Linked DNA regions of Triticum aestivum: region 1 is linked to region 2. A link is a contact called in public Hi-C data. All regions are on one chromosome and are shown on one strand. Each heading gives the region's core, a stretch centred on a gene start, on an enhancer-like site or on the middle of the called end of the contact. The rest is flanking DNA. Distances are from core to core; before and after follow the strand shown.

What was found. Hi-C and Micro-C count contacts between places; a contact is called where the count stands out from the background.
Region 1: a contact with region 2 is called in a Hi-C map of leaf, with 3 times the contacts expected there. The contact joins the promoter of LOC123127723 here to the enhancer-like site in region 2. A contact is called at or near these places in 2 of 5 Hi-C or Micro-C datasets (both in leaf).

Annotation. Positions count from the first base shown.
Region 1 is chr6A:422,828,533-422,832,484 of IWGSC CS RefSeq v2.1, forward strand. LOC123127723 (phosphoenolpyruvate carboxylase kinase 1) reads right to left here and starts at 1,853. Exons shown (of 2, transcript XM_044547539.1): 1 at 1,002-1,853; 2 at 399-864. The coding sequence starts at 1,818. The coding sequence ends at 809.
Region 2 is chr6A:422,557,135-422,561,328 of IWGSC CS RefSeq v2.1, forward strand. It overlaps LOC123127722 (adenosine kinase 2), which reads left to right. Exons shown (of 12, transcript XM_044547537.1): 11 at 11-71; 12 at 649-965. The coding sequence ends at 791. Among protein-coding and RNA genes, the nearest start is that of LOC123127722, 6.2 kb to the left of the region's middle. Within about 2 kb of position 2,752, at least 7 of the 8 cell types and tissues checked have an H3K27ac peak or open chromatin away from gene starts, as enhancers often do. A contact at or near this core is called in leaf, where this site is marked.

The DNA of each region.
Region 1 (3,952 bases), core at 603-3,102, 270 kb after region 2:
GACGAAGATAGTACATCTCAAGGAGGTGGAGTTGTATTCTTTTTTTTGCATCTACATCATTTTTTGGAGATGGGTTATTTGGCTTTGAAGATGCAAAAGTTAGATATTTTTGCATTTACATCTTCTATTAAAGGTTTTTTTAGCAGCTATTTGATCGCTTCCTCTGCAAAGAAATATAAGAGTGTTTAGATTATTAAAATAGTGATTGGAACGCTCTTATATAAGGGGGTACTTGTATAAGGAGAAACTTGCATGTCAGCTGACCGAAGATTTCATGCAACTTGAGACTTCGCGAGTGGAGTGTTTACCTAAAGTTGTTAGAATATCCTCGATACGGCGGGGGCGGCCGAAAGGCACACGACAGTCTTTTTTTTTTTAGGGAAAGGCACACGACAATCTTGAATTAAAAGGGAAGCAAAGCATAAGCTAGGCTAGCTCATTTTATTCCATCTCCATTAGTTTGTACAAGACGTACATACGCACGCTCGAATATATACAAAAACTCCTGCTGCATCATCCATCATGACATGCAGCATCGCACACAAGAAAGGATAAAGCTGGACAAACACAGGTCCAAGCGGAGCCGCTACTGCTCTTCTTCTAAGGTTCACTCGATCTACTGCCGTAGCGCGATACGTACTACCGTATGTATCAGCGCGGCCTTGCGTAGAAAAACCGTATTAACATCGTCGGCCGGTGCGTCTCGATCGCCGACTATCTCTACTTCTCTGCGGAGCCGGGGTCCCACGGGCGGCATGCTCTAAATCTGCCTCGATCTGCTCTGGCGTGTCTCGGATCCGGCGGCCGTTCAGGTTGGCTGCTCCATCGCCCGGGCTCCTCCGCCGCTCACGATCCACGGGTGGCCTGCATTACAAACATGACAAAATGTTAATTCCTGGATCTAATCTCAGATGAAAACTGCCGGAGAACACGATTTTTCTGGTTCGAAGACAAAGATGTACGCCGGAGTACGAGTATAGTAGGGATTAATGTGTGCTTACGGAGGACTTGCTCTGCGGAGAAGCGTCTCCACTCGTCACGGCACATCATCCGCCTCATGAGGTCCTTGGCGGCCGGGGACACGCCGGAGAACAGCCTCGGAGGGAACCTGACGCTGCCCCGCATCACGGCCGAGAGCACGTCCTTCGCCGTCTCGCCACCGAAGGGGAGCGCGCCGCCGGAGAGCAGCACGTACATGACAACACCTGCGCTCCACACGTCCGCCTTCTCGCCGTAGTCACCGCCGGAAACAACCTCTGGCGCGACGTAGTGGGGGGTGCCCACGAGGCCCTCGGCGCGGCCGCCGTCGGCGCCGATCCACGCGGCCGACCCGAAGTCCGCGAGCCGCGCGCGGGGGGAGCTGTTTTCACCGTCGTCCTCGACGTCGAGGACGACGTTGTCAGGCTTGACGTCGCGGTGGGCGACCCCGCGACGGTGGCAGAGCGCGAGCGCCTGTGCGAGCTGCGCGACGATGTCCGCGGCGACGGGCTCCGGGACGGGCGCGCCGCGGCGGAGGCGGACCCAGTCGAGCAGGTCCGGGCCGGAGCAGAGGTCCATGACCATGTGGGTCCACGAGTCGTCCTCGTAGACGGCGTGCACCTGTACGACGCCCGGGTTCCCCGCGGCGGCGAGCTGGGCCAGCTTGGGCTCGATCTCCGCCAGCTCCCGGTCGAGGTCGTCGGCGAGGTTGGAGCGGTCCACGGACTTGACGGCGAAGGCCTCGCCGGTGGAGCGCGAGGTGCAGCGGTGGACGACGCCGAACCGCCCGCGGCCGATCTCCTCGCCAATCTCGTAGTCTCTGTTTAGGTCTGCACTCATAGTTCAGTGTTTTTTCCTGTGAATTTCGGGTTAGCCCCATTGGACGGAGGGGGTGGCCTATTTAACGACACGGGCCAACCTACGGCCGAGCGGAATATTCGGATCCTGCCTGTCCGGGACACCGCATTTTCTCCTCTTCCCGTTTTACCCTCTACCAGGTCAGCAGCCCGTGCGGGCTAAAAAAACAAGAGTTTCTTTTAGGATGCAAATAGGCAACAATGAATCAGTGAAAGCATATTTATAGTAAAAAAATCATGAGAACAGCTGTAAATTTAAATAAACTTTAATTTTTACCAACATCAACCTAGACAAGAATTTTTTTTCAATAAAATTATTTTAGTGCACTGAGCTAAAAAATGCAGTGGAAAGTGTTGAAGAAAATTGAGTTACTAGCACATCTTCCCTTTGAAAAGCAAAATAGAGTTATAAGCCAAGGACAAAAAAAATACAGGATGTTGCTCAATTTATTTTCAGTTTCTACTGGGGGGCTCTCTGGAGAAATAGAGTATTTGACAAAAAACTACCACATTAGGGGTTACCGTCCCACAGAACTACCACTTTCAAAAAAGTGACTGATAACTACCAAAAATATCTAATTTTGTGACTAAAAACTACTGAAAGGGCATTTCCCTACTTTATGTTTTGGATGATAATGACAACCCGTTGTGGTCTAATCGTGTGCTATATGTTTCAGGTTCTCGATGCTTAGGCTTACATCGGATTGCTATTGCCTCTCGAAGGAAAAGATCGAAGACGTGTCCTCTACGCTTTTATTTTCTTTGGTCGTAGAGTACCCGTACTATCAAGAGGGAATCCTCATTAGGAAGCTCTGGGGGAATCAGTTCACGTACACTTTTCTCACCCTCTCTTTGCCTTCCTCAGGTGTGTGTGGGAGAGAGAGAGTTTTCCTTGCCTCTTCCCCTCTTTTCTGCTCACTGTGTCTACCCAGCGGTTGTACCGCTCTCTGGAGTGGTTGTACCGCTCTCTGGAGTGGTTGTACCGCTGGGTCTTGTCGCTCACCAGTTTTGCTCGAGCGGTTGTACCGCTGCCTCCGGGCGGTGGTACCGCCACCATGCTCTGCAACAGCTGGGGCGGTGGTTCCGTCCATGCACCGCTCAAGTACCGCTCTCGCTTCTGGTTTGATGCGGTTCTTGGGCGGTAGTGGCCCGGTTGGTCCGGTCGTTCCACGATGACCGGTACCACCGATGGTCCGAGCGGTTCTTCCGCTCAGTACTTAGCCGCCCAAGAGCTCAAGGCCATGCGGTTGTTCCGGCCAGGCACCGCCCAAGTACCGGTCAAGCTCCTGTTTTGATGTGGTGGTTGTGCGGTAGCCAGGCGGTTAGTCCGGTTATTTTTCTTAGCCGGTACTATCGCCCGCCTGTCCGGTTGTACCGCTTGGTAGGGTTCTGCAGTTACACCGTGAGTCCCGGTTGTACCGGGACGAGGACCGGTTGTACCGCTGCAGTGCAAAAAACGCAGTAATGGTTGGAAATGTGGGATGACTATTTAAGGGGGCTTCTCCCACCTACCACTCCCACCTTTGACCTCTCTCACTCCACCATTAATGCCCTTCAAGCTCTCTTGCCCGATCTCTCTCTCTAGCCACTCAAACTTGTTGATTTGCTAGGGATTGAAGGAGGAGACCTAGATCTACACTTCCACCAAAGGATATTTGCTTCCCCCATACTTTCTTGTGTGGATTTTGTTACTCTTGGGTGTTTGAGCACCCTAGACGGTTGAGGTCACCTCGGAGCCATATTCCATTGTGGTGAAACTTCGTGGTTTTTGTTGGGAGCCTCCAATTAAGTTGTGGAGAGAGCCCCAACCTTGTTTGTAAAGGTTCGGTCGCCGCCTTCAAGGGCACCAATAGTGGAATCACGGCATCTCGAATTGTGTGAGGGCATGAGGAGAATACGGTGGCCCTAGTGGCTTCTTGGGGAGCATTGTGCCTCCACACCGCTCCAACGGAGACGTACTTCCTCTCAAAGGGAAGGAACTTCGGCAACACATCCTCATCTCCACCGTCTCCACTCTTGGTTATCTCGTGCTTTTATTTGAGCAAGCTTACTTATTTCATATCTCTTGCTTGCTTGTGTACCTATCCTCGTTGCATCATATAGGTTGCTCACCTAGT
Region 2 (4,194 bases), core at 1,502-4,001:
TTTTGAATAGGTAAAAACATTCCCTGTGATCCTATTGCCCAAGGAGAAGCTTGTTGACACCAATGGCGCTGGTATGCTTTTTCTTTTGTATAATGAGTTGATTTAATCTTTCTGTTGCTTCAGAACTAGCCACTGTTATAAGGACACTGCTTAAAAAGTTGCTTTCATTACATATTATTAAATATTGAAAAAGCTCATGTAAATCTAATAGTCCCTCCGATCCATGTCGCTGATTTAGTACATTTTACTAAAATGATGTTATGTATTTATCAAAACAATCTTGACGTAAGCTAATTAACTAAATTCTCATGATAATATAAAAAAGGAACATCTGCACCAGTTGTTGATGGCACTAATTGATCAAATGTATAATTGAGCTGTTTCAGTTGTGCAAGAAATGCCACTATATTTTGAGTCACAATTCTAAGAAGAGTCTCCTCCCGGATATTCATCTGTAGCAGTATCTAGCTGCACAATTACCTGATATTGAGAATTCAGCATTCATGACAATCTGAGACAGATGCATGCTTGGTGAACATATTCATTAAAATTGCTGCAGAAACAGCAGTCTGATTTGTAATTTGGATACCGGGTGTCAGTTACGATTTTGCTGCTGCCCCTGACTTGTTACACCCCGTTTCTTATTAGGTGATGCGTTTGTTGGCGGCTTCCTCTCTCAGTTGGTTCAAGGGAAGAGCATCGAGGACTGCGTAAAGGCCGGTTGCTACGCAGCAAACGTTATCATCCAGCAATCTGGCTGCACTTACCCTGAGAAGCCTGACTTCAACTAGACCAAATTCAGCGATTCTACGGAAAGCAACACTTAACCGCTTGATGGTTCGGCTTGTTCTCCCTGTATTATTTTGAGGCTTTCCATCTGATCCGGCCTAATTTTCGGCCGTGGATATCTGTTGTACTGCTATAATCGGTACCTTTATCTTTGGTATAAGGCATGGTTGCCATTATATGGGGTGTTACTTGTGGCCGTCTTATCCAAGTATATGCCGAAGCGTGGTCAGACCGACGATAGTGCTTGAAGGCAGTGGAATTTTATGGACGTGTTTGTTTTGTGAGAAGTATGGCATAGTGTGGCTAATGGTATGTCTGTCAGTGAACCAAGGGCATTATTTGCCTGTCGTGGCTAGAAATAGTGCAGTGCGAATGTAAGTTGCTCCTTGTGACAAACTGCGTGTTCAGATCAAGAAGCCCCTGCTGCCTGCTACAAGGACAGGTTCCAACTATATATAGTTCGCTGTGCTAGGTTTGTTTCCCTTATGACAAACATCGTGTGTGCTTAACCTTGGCTGACTCCATTTTAAATAACTGTTGATTAAAAAGAATCAAATGTGTTTTGGTTGTGAGGAATAGAAATTTGAAGAGAGATGAGGAGGGGGAAGGGTATGTTTTGTTTTGGTTGTGGGGAGGCAGTGATGGGGAATAGATATTTGAAAAGAGTTGAGTAGGGGGAAGGGAAAAGGAAATTTAGAAGGTCAATTATCACTTATCTTTTCATTGGCCTCCCCCTGGCAATTCACGTATCCCACAATAAACTTCTAATCCTGATACCGATGACGTTTAACTACAGTCTGTAGCATGCTAAGAAACTGGCAGCGTGGAGCACGTCACTTTGACCTAACTTGGCTTTGGGAATACTCCACTTTTCTTGCTCCACGTAGTAATAACCATCCACATGTGGTTGATGAATCGATCACATCACTTGCACGTCAGAGGTACGGGATAAGATTACCGAAAGAGTTTTTTTTTCTACAATAATGACTTTAAAACGTGTATGATGGATCAATCACATCGGGCACACATCAAAAGGCACGGGGTTAGGTTTAAAGGGGTATTACGGAGGTCAGGTGACCAGAAATGCATCAGGAGAAGCATTGCACCGCGCCGAACCTGAACCTGAACGTACGCGGGCGGCTCCAGCACAGACCTAATTTCCTTTTTGTTCGCTTGCTGCAAAAGAAGCCCCTGGACGTATGCATGATGCATATATCCTGTTGTCGACGGAGCAAAACCATACTACCTACCATTGCCTTCGACCAAACAGCTAATACGTCAGTTCCAACTTCCAACAATCCGCGATACACGCAATGCCCACTACGTCCTAACGAGCGCCTTTATACCGCGATGCAACAAATGACAGGGACGTCGGAGCTAGTACGAGCGTGCGAGGTCCCAATGGGCGCGCGACACACCTGTTCGTTGTTGCTGGCCATGTGTCTAACCAAGGCTTATCTTGAGGAGACACCGGAGCGCAACGACGAGCACACGGCACATGCGTGGTTCCCTTCCCTGTAGCAAAGTTGGAAGTTGCATCGCTCTACCATACTCTATTTTCTCGAGCAATGGACTGCTCACTTCCTAACCCTTACAGTAGAAACTACTCATAGTTAGAGCATCTTCAATCCGATCAAGTTAATCCAATCCGCTTTGAGATGCTTTTAGGTTAGGCGTTGTTCAACCGAGCTGCCGGAGTGCCGGTGTCACTGGGCATAACCGGCAAGAAGGTACTCATGACTAATTGATGGAGTACGTTCATACTTTCACTCTCTAGCTAGCTAGGTAGCTAGGTCACGTAGCGCAATGATATTGTTTAAGATAAGGGAGAGCACTTGTAGACAATCCCCTCACTCTCGGAAAAGCTAAGCTAGGAGTATCTCAAAACACATAGGAGTACTCCTATGGAGCGTAGCGCAATAATGAGTGTCGTGCATGCAGCGTCCGCCAACCATCGTGTGTACAGTATTTCCGGAAGAAGAGATAAGGATCTGTCTCATCACGTTCCTGGCTGACGGAAAGATACCGACCGTGCATGTTGGCTGCACCTGCCAGCGCTTTACATTCGTGTACACCTCCGCTCCCCCAGCGACACCGGTGTGTAGCAGCACCACCGGTCCACCACCACGTGTCTTGCCGGTCCGTGAGAAGCACCCCTCACTCAACCCTCAACGTGACATGCCACCCCCACTCCGCGCTGCTGCCCCATCGATCACATGGAGGAGACTCCACGGTACAGGCCAGATTTTTAAACGAAGCAACGCAAGTCATCGAGACTGTTACAAGCAACCGGGTCTGCCAGAAGTAACAGACCAAAAAACAGAAACAATTTACATCCCTAGAAGTTTGAACGCAGACCATATTGAATCAAAGTTACCAAAAGGGAACCTAACATCTTTTTTGAAGCGATGCAAGGCTAGACATAAGTCACCGTCTAAGACGCGGCAGGAGCAGAACGAAGGGGGGAGATCTCTACATTTTTTTTCTCCAACATCATTCTGAGTGAGCCTTCAACGTCCTACCTCGGTTCTTCCTCGCGCACGCGCTCAGGCCCAGGCCTAGACAATCCTGAGCAGCTTTCCTCTTCGCCGATCCAGAAGTTGGAGGCATCTTCTCAGCAGGACCGATTGATCGCCTCCACAGAGAATCTTTCATTGATGCAGCGATTCGTTGATCCTTGCCGGTATTATATGGGTGCTTGTCCATGGTATCCCCTGAAAACACATATCATTACGCATAGTCCAAATGCTTTAAATAGTAGCAACACAGGCAATATTGACAACAGATTTCTTATTATTCACATTCCAAAAGGAAGACAATTCAGCCATGTTATTAGGGATACTGAACTCAAAAGAGTCAGCCATATCACTCCAAATCTATCTAGCAATTACACATTCAAAGAACAGGTGGCAAACTGATTCCTCCTCATCACAGAATAAGCATTTTAAGTTATCCACCACCCTTCTTTTGTTCAAATTGTCCCTGGTAAGAATTTTATTATTAAAAGCTAGCCACAAAAAGACTAGATACTTGTGAGGTACAACAATCTTCCAAAAGTTTTTCCAGACAGGAGTAGAAACTCCACCCCAGTTAATCATGAAATAAAAGGATTTAACCGAGTAAGTCCCTGGCGCTTCTAAAAGCCAAACAGGTTGGTCCTCTTCGTTAGATAGGGTTTTGGTTGACCTGATCCGAGCCATCTCTCCATGAATTCAGTCCCCACACATCTACTGAAAGTAAGTTTTAGATTGAGGCCATCCCATATCTAAATATGTTTTGCAAACGTAAAAAAATAGAATAAAATTAGATGCGTTCATTGTCACACCTAAATGCTACCTGCAAATTTTTACCGGAAAAGCTTAATCTTATTTTTTTTACCAAACGAAGCACTATTATTCCGTTTTG